4 separate regions of the Mus musculus genome follow, and regions 1, 2 and 4 are each linked to region 3. The links are chromatin contacts, called in public HiChIP or PLAC-seq and Micro-C maps. All regions are on one chromosome and are shown on one strand. The core of a region is the stretch at or near the end of the contact, and the rest is flanking DNA. Distances in the headings are between cores, read along the strand shown. Region 1 has its middle 39 kb from the start of A530046M15Rik. Region 2 overlaps Gm31711 (a long non-coding RNA gene). Region 3 holds the start of Inhba (inhibin beta-A). Region 4 overlaps Gm31711 (a long non-coding RNA gene).

The links. Hi-C and Micro-C count contacts between places; a contact is called where the count stands out from the background. HiChIP or PLAC-seq counts read pairs in DNA pulled down with a chosen protein or histone mark.
Region 1: an H3K4me3 HiChIP or PLAC-seq map of bone marrow-derived macrophages shows a contact between it and region 3, with 6 times the contacts expected there. The contact joins the enhancer-like site here to the promoter of Inhba in region 3. A contact is called at or near these places in 6 of 484 Hi-C or Micro-C datasets (the HPC-5 cell line, Th17 cells, bone marrow-derived macrophages and 1 more), 1 of 115 datasets of contacts at active chromatin or transcription factors (bone marrow-derived macrophages) and 1 of 9 other capture datasets (liver).
Region 2: a contact with region 3 is called in a Micro-C map of the HL-1 cell line, with 6 times the contacts expected there. The contact joins the enhancer-like site here to the promoter of Inhba in region 3. A contact is called at or near these places in 6 of 39 promoter capture datasets (the 3T3-L1 cell line, cranial neural crest, frontonasal cranial neural crest and 3 more), 8 of 484 Hi-C or Micro-C datasets (the AML12 cell line, the HL-1 cell line, adipose-derived mesenchymal stem cells and 3 more), 5 of 115 datasets of contacts at active chromatin or transcription factors (the NIH/3T3 cell line, cardiomyocytes, craniofacial prominence and 2 more) and 3 of 9 other capture datasets (adipose tissue, liver and pancreatic islet).
Region 4: a contact with region 3 is called in a Micro-C map of granulosa cells, with 3 times the contacts expected there. The contact joins the enhancer-like site here to the promoter of Inhba in region 3. A contact is called at or near these places in 1 of 39 promoter capture datasets (frontonasal cranial neural crest), 2 of 484 Hi-C or Micro-C datasets (the AML12 cell line and granulosa cells) and 3 of 115 datasets of contacts at active chromatin or transcription factors (bone marrow-derived macrophages, craniofacial prominence and stem cell-derived neural progenitor cells).

Annotation. Positions count from the first base shown.
Region 1 is chr13:15,844,576-15,847,491 of GRCm38.p6, reverse strand. It overlaps the pseudogene B230303A05Rik. Among named protein-coding and RNA genes, the nearest start is that of A530046M15Rik, 39 kb to the right of the region's middle. Within about 2 kb of position 1,446, at least 85 of the 459 cell types and tissues checked have an H3K27ac peak or open chromatin away from gene starts, as enhancers often do. A contact at or near this core is called in the HPC-5 cell line, Th17 cells, bone marrow-derived macrophages and 1 more, where this site is marked.
Region 2 is chr13:16,215,035-16,217,758 of GRCm38.p6, reverse strand. The region is part of intron 6 of Gm31711 (a long non-coding RNA gene); the gene reads left to right. Among named protein-coding and RNA genes, the nearest start is that of Gm31711, 45 kb to the left of the region's middle. Within about 2 kb of position 1,253, at least 11 of the 459 cell types and tissues checked have an H3K27ac peak or open chromatin away from gene starts, as enhancers often do. A contact at or near this core is called in the HL-1 cell line, where this site is marked.
Region 3 is chr13:16,010,585-16,013,489 of GRCm38.p6, reverse strand. It overlaps Inhba (inhibin beta-A), which reads right to left and starts at 1,639. Exons shown (of 5, transcript NM_008380.2): 1 at 1,400-1,639; 2 at 1,104-1,290. It also overlaps the pseudogene B230303A05Rik.
Region 4 is chr13:16,197,411-16,200,488 of GRCm38.p6, reverse strand. All of the region lies in intron 8 of Gm31711 (a long non-coding RNA gene), which reads left to right. Among named protein-coding and RNA genes, the nearest start is that of Gm31711, 62 kb to the left of the region's middle. Within about 2 kb of position 1,283, at least 4 of the 459 cell types and tissues checked have an H3K27ac peak or open chromatin away from gene starts, as enhancers often do. A contact at or near this core is called in granulosa cells, where this site is marked.

The DNA.
Region 1 (2,916 bases), core at 197-2,696, 170 kb after region 3:
ATGGTAGATCCGGATCGACAGACAGGCAGACAGATGGAAACAGATAACTGAGATAATAGAGATAGTATATAGAAGACAGGGAAAATAGACACAGATAGGAAATAGATTGGTCCCTACATGTTCTTTTCTGTGTATGGCTGTGCACATTTCTCAGTGATTTTAACACTTCTGGGTCTAAGATTCAAACATGTCTTGGTCTGATTCCAGAGCTTAAACTCTTTTCCTGACACCAGAACTTGACTGTGATTGTCAGATACTGAATGACTCCATTGTATTTAATCCATTCCTTCATTCATTCCAGAGACTTTTAGAAAGTAACTTTTACCTTTTCAGTACTGAGCTGGACTATAAAAATGCAGAATAATAATAAGTCCTGCCTTGGCACGAAGGACGTATTTGAACTAGCTAAACATGAAGGACAATGATTCCTCTGGCAGAAGAAGCTCCTTCAAGAAGACCCACAGAATATGTGTGAATGAGGGGTGGGAAAAAAGATGGAGAGGGAGAGAGAGAGACAGAGAGACAGAGACAGAGAGAAAGAGAGATAGAGAGAGGTTGGATCCCACACATAAGCAGGAACGTCCCAGTTGAGGCAGAGATGGGTATGTGCGTCAGCAGGAACCAGCCTTCTCCTGTACTCTGATGCAGTTTGTTAGGGCTTCTGATTTTGCCCAAGACACAGAGAGAAACACCAGGCTTATCTGCACGAGGCAGTTAAAGGTGTAGATGTCTGTGGTCACGTGAGTTACTGGCAGAGAGGTGGAGGCTCTGACACAATCAGGGCACAGAAATTGCATCAAGAATAGGGTAGCATTATGGGCACAGGGACTACAGTCACAGAGAAGCAGCAGCTGGTCACAGATAATGATATTAACAGAGAGACCTCTCCAGTCTTGGTTTCTGTGTGACAACAGAGGGGGCTCTCCTTACTTTCTTCTCCTCCCCCTTTCCCTTATTACTTTTTTTTTCAATTCTCCCTCCACCTCCAGCTCTGTGAGTGGCATGTAGAAAACTTGTACCTAGGGGAGGAGATCTGGAACACCTTATCTAACATTTGGTCTGAAAAAAGTCAGGGCTATGACTTCACATCAAGTCCTAAACTGCCACCTGTGACATGGAAATGAACTCTTGACCCAAAGCCCCAGCTTTTACACTCACCTGGAGACATAGCTATTGCATGAAACACCAGGCTAACTCAGTTTAACCAAAGGCAGTCACCTGGGTGCACCCACTTCCTTCCTAGTGTGTAGCTGAGGGCCGGGAGAAAAGAAAATGAAATGAGAACCACCACTGCAGTACCAATCTGTAAAATGACTGTAGCACAATTCTGCAAGCTCTGCAGCTGAGAAGGAATTCTCTAAACTTCAGCCTCTTCTGGGTCCCTCCTAGCAACTGGCCTACAGAAGAGCTCAGAGCCTGGAGCCTGGATGCCTGACTAATGCCTCAGAAGGATGTCTCAGATCATGTGACACAACAGAGGCTTTCAGCAGTAAGAGGCAGTGGCTAAGTAAAAGCAGCCTTGGCATGCTACTCAGGAAGTGGGCAACTGCTCAATCAAGCACTCAGCAAGGGCCTGTTTGGCATGTATGGTGGCTTAAATGTGCTTGGCTTATGGGAAGTGGCACTAATAGAAGATGTGGCCTTGTTGGAATAGATATGGCCTTGCTGGAGAAAGTGTGTCACTGAGTAGACAGGTTTTAAGGTCTTCTAGTGTTCCAGCCCCACCCACTGCAGAAGAGAGCCTCCTCCTCCTGGTTGCCTGTGGATCAAGATGGAGAACTTTCAGCTCCTCCAGCACCAAGAATGCCTGTAGGGTACTATGACTGTGGAATGGCAACCCCAGTCCTTCACTTGATGCCCTGTCCACTGGAAGTAGACTCTACAAGTTACCTTTCCCCACTGTTGGGCATTTCATCTAAAATAACATTGAATCATAAGAGCCTTTCATCTCCCAGGCCTCTCGTATATTCTAGAGGATTCCCCCCCACCCCATCCATTTCCATTCTTTCTGCTGGCCCTCAGGACTTCTCTCCCCCATGTTCCCCTTACTCAGACCCAAAAGAACATACATGGTATATACTCACTAATAAGTGGATATTAGCTCAAAAAAGTACAGAATACCTAGGATACAATCCACCGAACCCAAGATGGTTAACAAGCTGAAGGATGCTTCAATCCCACTTGGGAGGGAGAAGAGAGCAACCATGGAAGCAGAGAGAGGGCACGACCTTGGTGAAAGAGGGGAGGGGGAGGGGAAGAGAGTTACATCCTTAGGCAGAGGCAGAGAGCAAAACTGGGCCTGTCATGGACTTTTGAAACCTCATAGCTCACTCCAAGTGCTATACCTCCTCCAACAAGGCCATGCCTAATCCTCCTAATCATTTCAAACAGTTCCATTCCCTGGTGGCTAAGCTTTCAAATATATGAGCCTATTAGGGGGAGGATACTGAAAGGGGGGACAATCTCATTCAAACTACCACACCAAACAACCAAGAAAATTCTGTCATTTCAAAAACACAGTAAAGAATGACTTCCTCTGGCTCCATGGTATCTTCAGCAGGAAGGGGAGTTACTGCAAAGGCACAAGATGTTTATGTTGTCAGAGAGACTTCGGTTTAGTGAGACAGAACGCTCTTTATCTATTTCTTTCAACACAAGAGAAGAAACTCTAAGGTCCTTTAGTCCTTGGATCCTGAAGATCTTAGCTGACTGATTTCATCGTGCTCCTGCGAGTCACATGTTAGGTCTATCTCCAGCAAACACCCAGAGGAGTCTTCTGTTCATTTAACATAAAAGTCTCACCCATGGCTCCTTCACTTTGTTTAACTTAATTTTACTATTCTTTTTGGAGCCTTTTGGGGTTCTATAAAATGTTATTATAAAGGCAGAAAATTGTCTATGGAGCTACTTAATGAT
Region 2 (2,724 bases), core at 4-2,503, 200 kb before region 3:
GATGTTAATGTGTGGTATCATCATTCAGGTCTTGTTTTACACAGCCATATTATTGTAATTGCATGGTGCATCTTACCTATCATATATTATACATGATATATCATGTATTATATATGATATATAATATATAATTGTTATATATTATTATGTGATATCATATTATTATATCATCATTATAATATTATATAGTATTATATTATTATATAATATTATAATAGATAGGTTTGACACTTATCTATTAGACCTCCATCTATCTATCATACTTAATAAATTTTAACTCTAAATGGATCAAAGTCCCCAATGTGAAACTTGAAAGTTGAAATCTTTTCCCATTTTATGAACACGACTTTATTCACACAAGAAGTAAGGCCAACAACTGATAATTTCCTCATAAAACTGAAAAGGTTCTGTACATGTAAGAAAACAATCGTCCTATGAGGCAGAAAACACAAAGCCTATTCTCTGAAGACGAGCTTTCACAGTATCCGAAGGCAGTATGCAAGCCACTAAAGGAAAAAAGGATTTAGGAATCTTACATGACTGTGATCCACAACAATGAACACCATGGCCCTATAAAGGCACATATTTGGAAGTAATCAATGAAATTCTTTTAATATGCTATTGTGGGACTGTGAGAGACAGCCCGTTTTCTGGTTGAGCTATGTTTAAACCCTGGAGACCTAGCTGGTGTTCTTTGCCACGTTCCCAGACACTGGGCTCCTGACACGAGGCCCCAGCTCTCCATAGTTCTGTGGCCATCCCTCACATAGGGCAATTCCCCACACACCTCCACAGGTAGAGGATGTGACTACAGCTCAAGTGAACTCAAGACAAATCTCTGTGTTAATGAGCTCCCTAAAGGTCTGAAGGGCTTTGTCAATTAAGCTCTCCTTCCCAGAGACTGCTCCCTGCAAAAAGTATTTAACCTCCGGCCTGCCCTGAGAAAGTGGGGTACAGTTTCACTCATCACAACTCTCGACCATAGCAATAAATGCTTTAAAACCATGGACTGTCTCTTGGAGCAGATCTTCCTCTAAAGAGCAGTGCCCAATCTCCCACACGCAGCCTCTCTGTGTTCTCAGCCAACATAGTCTCCACCAAGCCAAGCCACTCTACAGAGTAAGCCAGGGACACTCTCCTCCTAGCCGGAACCAGCCAGGGCTCTCTCCTCTAGCCCTTTCCCTTTCTGTCCCAGGCTATGGGTCCTGCGGCTTCTCACAGTCCAATGTGTGTAGTCAAACTTCCTGTCCAACTTGGCCCAGCAGCCCGAGCCCTGGGCCAGCCACAGGTCACCCATGTTAACCCATATGTTATGTCTAATGTCATACTTCACCATTTGATTTTTGTTATGAATCACAAATGATTCATAAATATTTTAACTAGTGAGAACTGACATTAACTATAGCCTGACACTTTCAGGACTCAGTATTTTCTTCCCTCGTATCTACTCTCGACAGTGTTGATTATTTGGACAGCAAATATGATCATTAAAGATAAGTGCTTTGAATTTACCCTCTGACTTGCTCATCTCTTGTAATCAACTAATGAACAAGCTTACTTTCTAAAATCATCTAGAGACCACTGCATTTATATAGGCTGTGAGTATAGTTCCTCTCTTTTACATCACTTCTCAAGAGGTCTTTCTCCCTAATATACTAGATAATATTCTCCACACTAGGCAATGCCAACTAAGACATAGATCTGAATGAAATACCTCCAACTTATGTCCTAAGTTTAAGTCTTTACCCACACTCACGATCCTCTCTCACTTCACCCTTCCTATAGCTCTTCATCTGCCTGGCCATATACCATGCTATTATATGGTACTATGCATACATGGTATGACTTATGTTTCATTATCATGCCTCTTACATGCTGCCTCTCCATGTGCAACATTCACACTGTTTTGACTAACTATATTAAGTATCTTGTTCATCCATGAAGAGTCCCTTCCCTTCTAAGACTAATTTATCCTACCCTAACTTCCTTCATTTTAGTCTTTGTTTTTATTGAAAATTGATTTTATACACTATATTCTGGTCATCATTTCCCAAACTCCTCTCAGAGCCTCCCTACCTCTTGCCCAACTCTCTCTCTCTCTCTCTCTCTCTCTCTCTCTCTCTCTCTCTCTCTCTCTCTCTTCCTCTCCTCTCCTCTCCTTTCAATCACACACACACCCATTTTTAAAAAATCAGGTAGCTAAAATAAAGAATAAAGACAAACAGCTGGGCAGTGGTGGTGCATACCTTTAATCCCAGCACTTGGGAGGCAGAGGCCGGTGGATTTCTGAGTTCAAGGCCGGCCTGGTCTACAGAGTGAGTTCCAGGACAGCCAAGGCTACCTGTCTTGAAAATAAAAACCAAAAAAAGAAAGAAAGAAAGAAAGGAAGGAAGGAAGGAAGGAAGGAAGGAAGGAAGGAAGGAAGAAAGGAAGGAGAAAAACAAACAAACCAAAAACAAACAAAAAAAAAAAAAAGGAAAAAAGAAAAGAAAAAAAGTCAAAGAAAAAGCTCCAGAAACACAGACAGACCCAGGGACACACACTCACATACACAAAAACCCATAAAATATAAAATTAGATATCACAATATATAAGTAAGAAACATATAAGTTAAAACATGCCCAGCCAAAGCATAATGAAGCAAACAAGAAAATATCTCCAAACCATATCATTAAGTTTGTTTTGGGTTGGCCAGACTAGTATCAGAAAAATGGTACCTGATGA
Region 3 (2,905 bases), core at 390-2,889:
TGACAAGTTGGATAAAACGTGCAAAACTGGGGACTAATGAAAGCCATATGACCAGATATGTTGTTTCGTGTGCCGGATTTAAGATGCATAAAATAAACTTTTCACTGTGCCCATAAGCAAACTGTAGAGGCTCTGGTCTCCTGATGTGAAGTGGGGAAGGTTTCTTTATGACACCAGGAGCTGTCTGTGAAAGGGTCTCTCTTGAGGGCTTTCAAAGTGTGGATGCTAGCTATATGTGGGGGAAGGGGAGGGGCAAGGGGAAGGAGTATTCTAAGATCCGCATAAGAGAACTGAAGTAGGAAATAAAGTTGCAGGGGAAAATGACAGGAATATGGGTGGCAAAGACAGAAAGATAATCAGTGATAGTCATTTCCATTCCAACCCCAACCCCGGGGTGAACATAAACCTTTGGAAGAGAGGCACTTCCATGCTGTTTGATAAGAATCCCTGAGCATCTAAACTCATTTCTTGCCTCACACATAACTTCAGGGAAAGTCCCACTTGCACCCGAATGTAGATTGTAGACTGGCTTGGCACAGAAAAGTGCCCGAATCAGACCCCAGCTCCGGGGCGCCCTCCTAATTTAAACTCAAGCCTCAGTGTTTCCATCTATAAAGTGGGATGTATAATTTCAGGATCAAAACTCAGTGGTCACAAAAGAATGTTATTTCGGAGCATCCCTGTAGTTTCTTAAGCATGTGTGTCATAAGAATGTTCAAGACCCTGACTGCAGGGGCCGCCTCACACAGGGTCACTCTGAGACCCTGTTGGCCTTTGACACCCTGAAAGTGCCAACCTGCTAAGCCAGTCTAGCAGCTATGACGTAGCTGAATCTCCCCCAACCTCAGAGCTGGAACCACTTTGGGAAAGCCTCCTCTCCTCCATGGAAATCCAGGTGGGGGTGGTGGAGGAAGCAGGTAGGTTAAAATGCTTCTGTGGAATATTCTGGGCTGAGGATCAGCGTTTCCCAGCTGAATTCCAGGGCCCAGGGCGTGCGCTGGTCAGCGCAGCTCTGAGCGGGGTTGGTTTCTCTTTCACTTCCTGCCCCTCCCGCGGAGACTCCCTGCACCCAGGCCCTGTCCCTTTTCAGCTTGCCACCGTACCTTGAGCAGCACCTGCTGGCAGTTTCCAGGGATCACTCCCGAATGCGCAGCTCCAGCCCGGCTCGCGGGACGCCTGGACTCAGGGGCCAAGCTGGTCCAAGCGGCCGCCTCTATTTTTACCCTGAACACCAGCAAGGGCAACTTCGTTTAAAAGCGCAGCTCTTGATTTTTCCCCCCCTTTTGGCAGCTAAAGAATTCAGGGAGGGGAAAGAAAAAAAAAAAATCACTGTTCAGTGAGTGCAGCCGGGAATCTCTGATCCCAGCCCTCGGTGCCAGGGAATGTCAGGGACCAGGACCTGCAGTGGGGCTGCCGGTCTCCTGGCCAACGGAGGCGAGCGGCAGCTCAGGCCCCGCACCCGCAGACTGCCCCTTCCCGAGTGTAGAGTTCGGTCCCACCGACTACCGCACTGGCAGAGTGGCCCGCTGCCACCGCGCTCTGCACCTAGCGGAGGCGTTCTGATTTACTGGCTACTTCACAAAGCTCCAACTCCACGCTGGCCCGGTGCTGCCTGGAGGAGCAGCCACTAGCGAACCCCGGGAGCAGCTTGCTGTGAGGAGGAGCCCGGAGGGAAACTGGTACCTTATTTTACTGTAATTGCAAAAGAAGAGATGTGCCAGAGATTTATATTTAGAAGTTGTATGTTTCTACTTTTATGTAAATGGAGCAATTAGGGCCTGTCTTGTTTCTGCTAACTCGGATGCGTGAGCATTGCTGGGGAGCTGGTGTTTTCAATCACAATTAGTGAGCTGGTCAAGAAACAAAGTTCCTTTGAGGATAGAGCTCCTTTGTGTGGATGAGGGAAACCTGCGTTTCAGTGCTGGCCGGTGGCTTGTGGTGACACACATCTTAGGGGCATAGCTAACTCTGGACTAGTGTGTTTGCCCTGTGCAGCAGCTGGGCCCATATAAAGTTGGCAGAGATCAAGTCGTGAGAATATTCACTTTTCCTCTCAAGCAAACCGTATGTCCTTAAGCTTTCATGCAGGCTATTAATCGCTCTTCCCTCACTATCCCTGAAGCAAGGAGACAGGCTTGGAAAGGAAGCCGTTTTCCACGACTCTGACTCTGTGGTTAGCTGCTGCTCACAGATCCTGTGATTCAGTGAAACATGCAAGCCAGAGAATGTGGACACCTTAAGCAGGTGACTGACAAGTGTCCTCTGATTCAACTGAATGACAGGAGGCTGGTGGTTCAGAGGCACAGACAAGCTGCTGATAACTCAGGGTGTTTGGTTCCTTCCTATGAAAAATCTGTTTCAAAAAAAAAAATTCATGATTTCTGCCTGCCTTGCTGGGAAAGTAAACATGAAACGTGACTATAAAAATGAAAAGAACCTTTGAGGTGTTCTCATCAGCTACGTGTTGTTCTGGGCTTAAGGGGTGGTGGGGGGGGGGGGAAGACCTGGCCTCCTTGGTTAGGGTTACCCTCTCCCCCACAAGAGACAGCACAACATCCAGAAAACATGGGCAGGACTCTGAATGATATTTGCTGCAGTAAACTGTGGAAGTCCCTGTCTAACCATCCCATCAAACGGCTTTGGTAGAGTATGGGGTTGGCAAACCTGTCTGTTTCCTACAGGCCACAGCCTGCAACTAGTTTGGGCCAAATGTTAGATACCAGGATTTGGGCCAGAGATGGAGCGGCACTTTGCAGTCAAAAATCCAACTAGGGGGCTGTGTGCTTCTAAGCTAGAACAAGAATGAATAGTTCAAAACCGAACTGGAAAGGGGGGCATTCACATTGCTCTGAACTGTATCCAAAACAACAAATAAGAGACGGTTAACCCCAAACTCCCTGATTCC
Region 4 (3,078 bases), core at 34-2,533, 190 kb before region 3:
GCATCCCATGGTTACACGCAGAGGCCAGCCCTTACTTTCTAATCATGTTCCATTCAGTTGTTATCCTTGCTTTAAAAAGTTTATTTTTACCTTGAATATGAGGTTTGACACAGGAAACTAGAGAAACTATTTTTATCATAATTTCCAAACAATGTTACGGTGAACATCACTTTGTGTCTTCCTCAGGAATGTGCTGGGGAACTAGTTTCTGTGTCATGAGCCTCTTCTCATAGCTGTTGTGGTTACACCTGTTCAACTTCCTCTCCTCAAGCTCTTTTAGGGGGTCACTTCTCTGGTTGTTTGTTTGTGAAACCTCATTTGGTAGTTTAATGATTATGCCACTTCAGAGAACATGTACAAAGAGATAATTAGCATTTACTCACAAATGGGGAGTAGTAGAGAAGATTTAATCACTGTGGGGCTCTGAGTCATTTAAGCCTATGTTCCAGATGATTCTTATTCAATGAAAACTGTCGCATTTATTTCTGGTTGCCCCCCCCCTTTTTTTTTACTATTTCTAATTATTATTTCATCTTTAAGTGACAAAAATCTCTAAAACGTGCTGTCACTCTGCATTGTTTTCTCAAGAGCCTGTAGTCGCGCTGAAAATTCAACATTTTTAATAGAGACGCACGTGTTTATCCTCAAAAACTGAGTCATCACTAATGTTCTATTTCCAAGCCCTACTGCTGTTAGGTTGTAGATAATGCCAGGAGAGCTACTGGACAAATTTAAAGATATATTACTTTATCTTTGTAAAGCATTTTGATAACTTAACCAATTTTTGCCATGTGTTGTAAAATTACCACCTTGTGACTTGGATACTGTAATACCTCTTGTTTAAGGAAGCTATATTGAGAATCTTGGAAATAGTAACTCAGTCCAGAATACAGAGACTTATAATTGTGCAAATTCCTGATCTTCTTCCTCTATGACATAACATCTTCTATTTATATTCATATCTAACTGGCCTGCAAGACATTCCTCATGCAGTGTTTTGTTTGTTTGCTTGTTTTGTTTGTTTTGTTTGTTTGCTTGGTTGGTAGATTGATTGGTTTGATTTGGGTTTTTTGTTTGTTTGGGTTTGGGTATTCCGTCTATAAGGCTAACAAGGGTAAGATGGCCTGGGATAGTTTTTAAATCAAATTGTTTGGATTGCCAAATCATTACCAGTAACACAAAAGATTTGAAAATTACACAGGCTCCTGAATAACTAGGGAGCAGGAGCCTTGCCTACGTTTGCCTTGTATAGTCAGAGAACATTACTATCACACAAACCAGACCTTGGGCTGTGTCAGGCCGAGGTCGCCTCGGTTCCAGTAAGCCAGAGCAGCAAGGCAGAGGAGAGAGAATCACATTTGCACACATATGTTTTGAAATAAGCCACTTAGGCTAACATTATTTCCTCCTACACAAAATAAAAGTTCTGGAGAAGAGAATGAAGCAGAATCTTTGGTTTTGTTTATTTCAGAAAACTAGAGTTCTGTTAAGCCACATATGGCAAAGGAATAAATAATATTGCTGAAATAGTAACACTGACTATTGTGGAGGTTTTAAGGAAAGATATTCTCTTACCTAACGCCAACCATATTACATCCTCACAAATTACCTATTCACCAAATCAGAGTTCAAAGACCCTATAACTCCTCTAGTCTGCTCAAAACAATGGCTGTGCTGACTCACTTGCTCCAATTGTCTCAATTTTCAGCCTGCACTTTCTGTGATTCTGTGTATTTCCAAGTAAAGACATTTCATTAGATTTTCTTTGAACTGATCTTTGGATCCTTTTCTTTTCCGCCACGATACTGTCAGTGCTGAGCACAGGAACAGCACAGCAAAGGTAGCAAAACACCTTCCTGACTCCATGAAGCTTGACAAGTAATCAAATTATCCAATGAAACTTACACACAAGGATTACAGAATCAAGCTAAAATACATACCTACCCCAGGGCTCCTGAAAGTCAATGTTATCCTACTAGAAGCTTCTGTAAAATCTTCATGGAGAAAAGTAGATATGTATAAACATATATCATGAAAGAGAAACGTGACTTCATGTCAAGAAACAAAGCAAGGGAATAAGAGGTAACTACATAGAGATTTGGTTCATAAATAAAGTCATGCATGGGGCTGTATAATACTAAGGTATCGAAACTATCACCTAAATTTCTAAAAAGACTTGCCCCAAGGTTCTGTTGGAAATGTTTTGAGGCCAAGAAGGGAGAGGTTAAAGAGATACTTTGTTAGCCATGTCAAGGAGTCAAGTATGAATGACTGAAGATTAGAATTACATATATGTATAGACATCACATTTAATTAAAAGGAACTAGGATCCACAACTCTTGACGATGATTGGGCATGGAAATGTAGAAAGTTAGTTAGATTTGTGATTTTACAAATGAGAAAAAGAAAATTTACCTTAATTAAAGGTTTGAGATGTTAATCTCCTAAAACTGAGTATATCTTAATGCAGAAAGAAGGACAGCAGAGGCGGAGGCTGGCTTGGACTGCCATTGTTGATTTAGACATTAATTTTAAGGTGCTTGATATTCTCAGGCAGGCAGGACGAGGAAGCAAATGGAAATGCAGACAAGAGTAGCCAGCCATATATAAGGAATAAACAATGAATATAGGATGCATTTGACAATGGTTCTGACTGTGGTCATGAAACTGGAGAATGTGAAGAAATGGAAAGACTCAAAGCAACTCTGGCATGAATGGAGAAGTCAAGAGTGGAAAATAGGCAAGGAGGCTACAGACAAAGAAAGCTGATAAAGAATCCTCAGCCACATGGAGAGCTGGAAGGAGGAGAACCTATACTGGCTAATGTTATGTCAATTTAAGTCAAGGTCATTTGGGAGGAGTTAAGCTCAGTGGAGAGAATGCCTCCATCAGATTGTCTTGTGGAAACGACTGTGGTGTATTTTTCTTGATTAATGATGACGTGGGAGGGCCCAGCTCATTGTACACTTTTCCATCCCCGGCCTGCTGGTCCTGGGTGGATAAGAGAGCAGACTGAGCAAGTCATGGAGAGCTAACTAGTAAGCAGTATCCCTCCATGGCCTCTGCATCAGCTCCTGC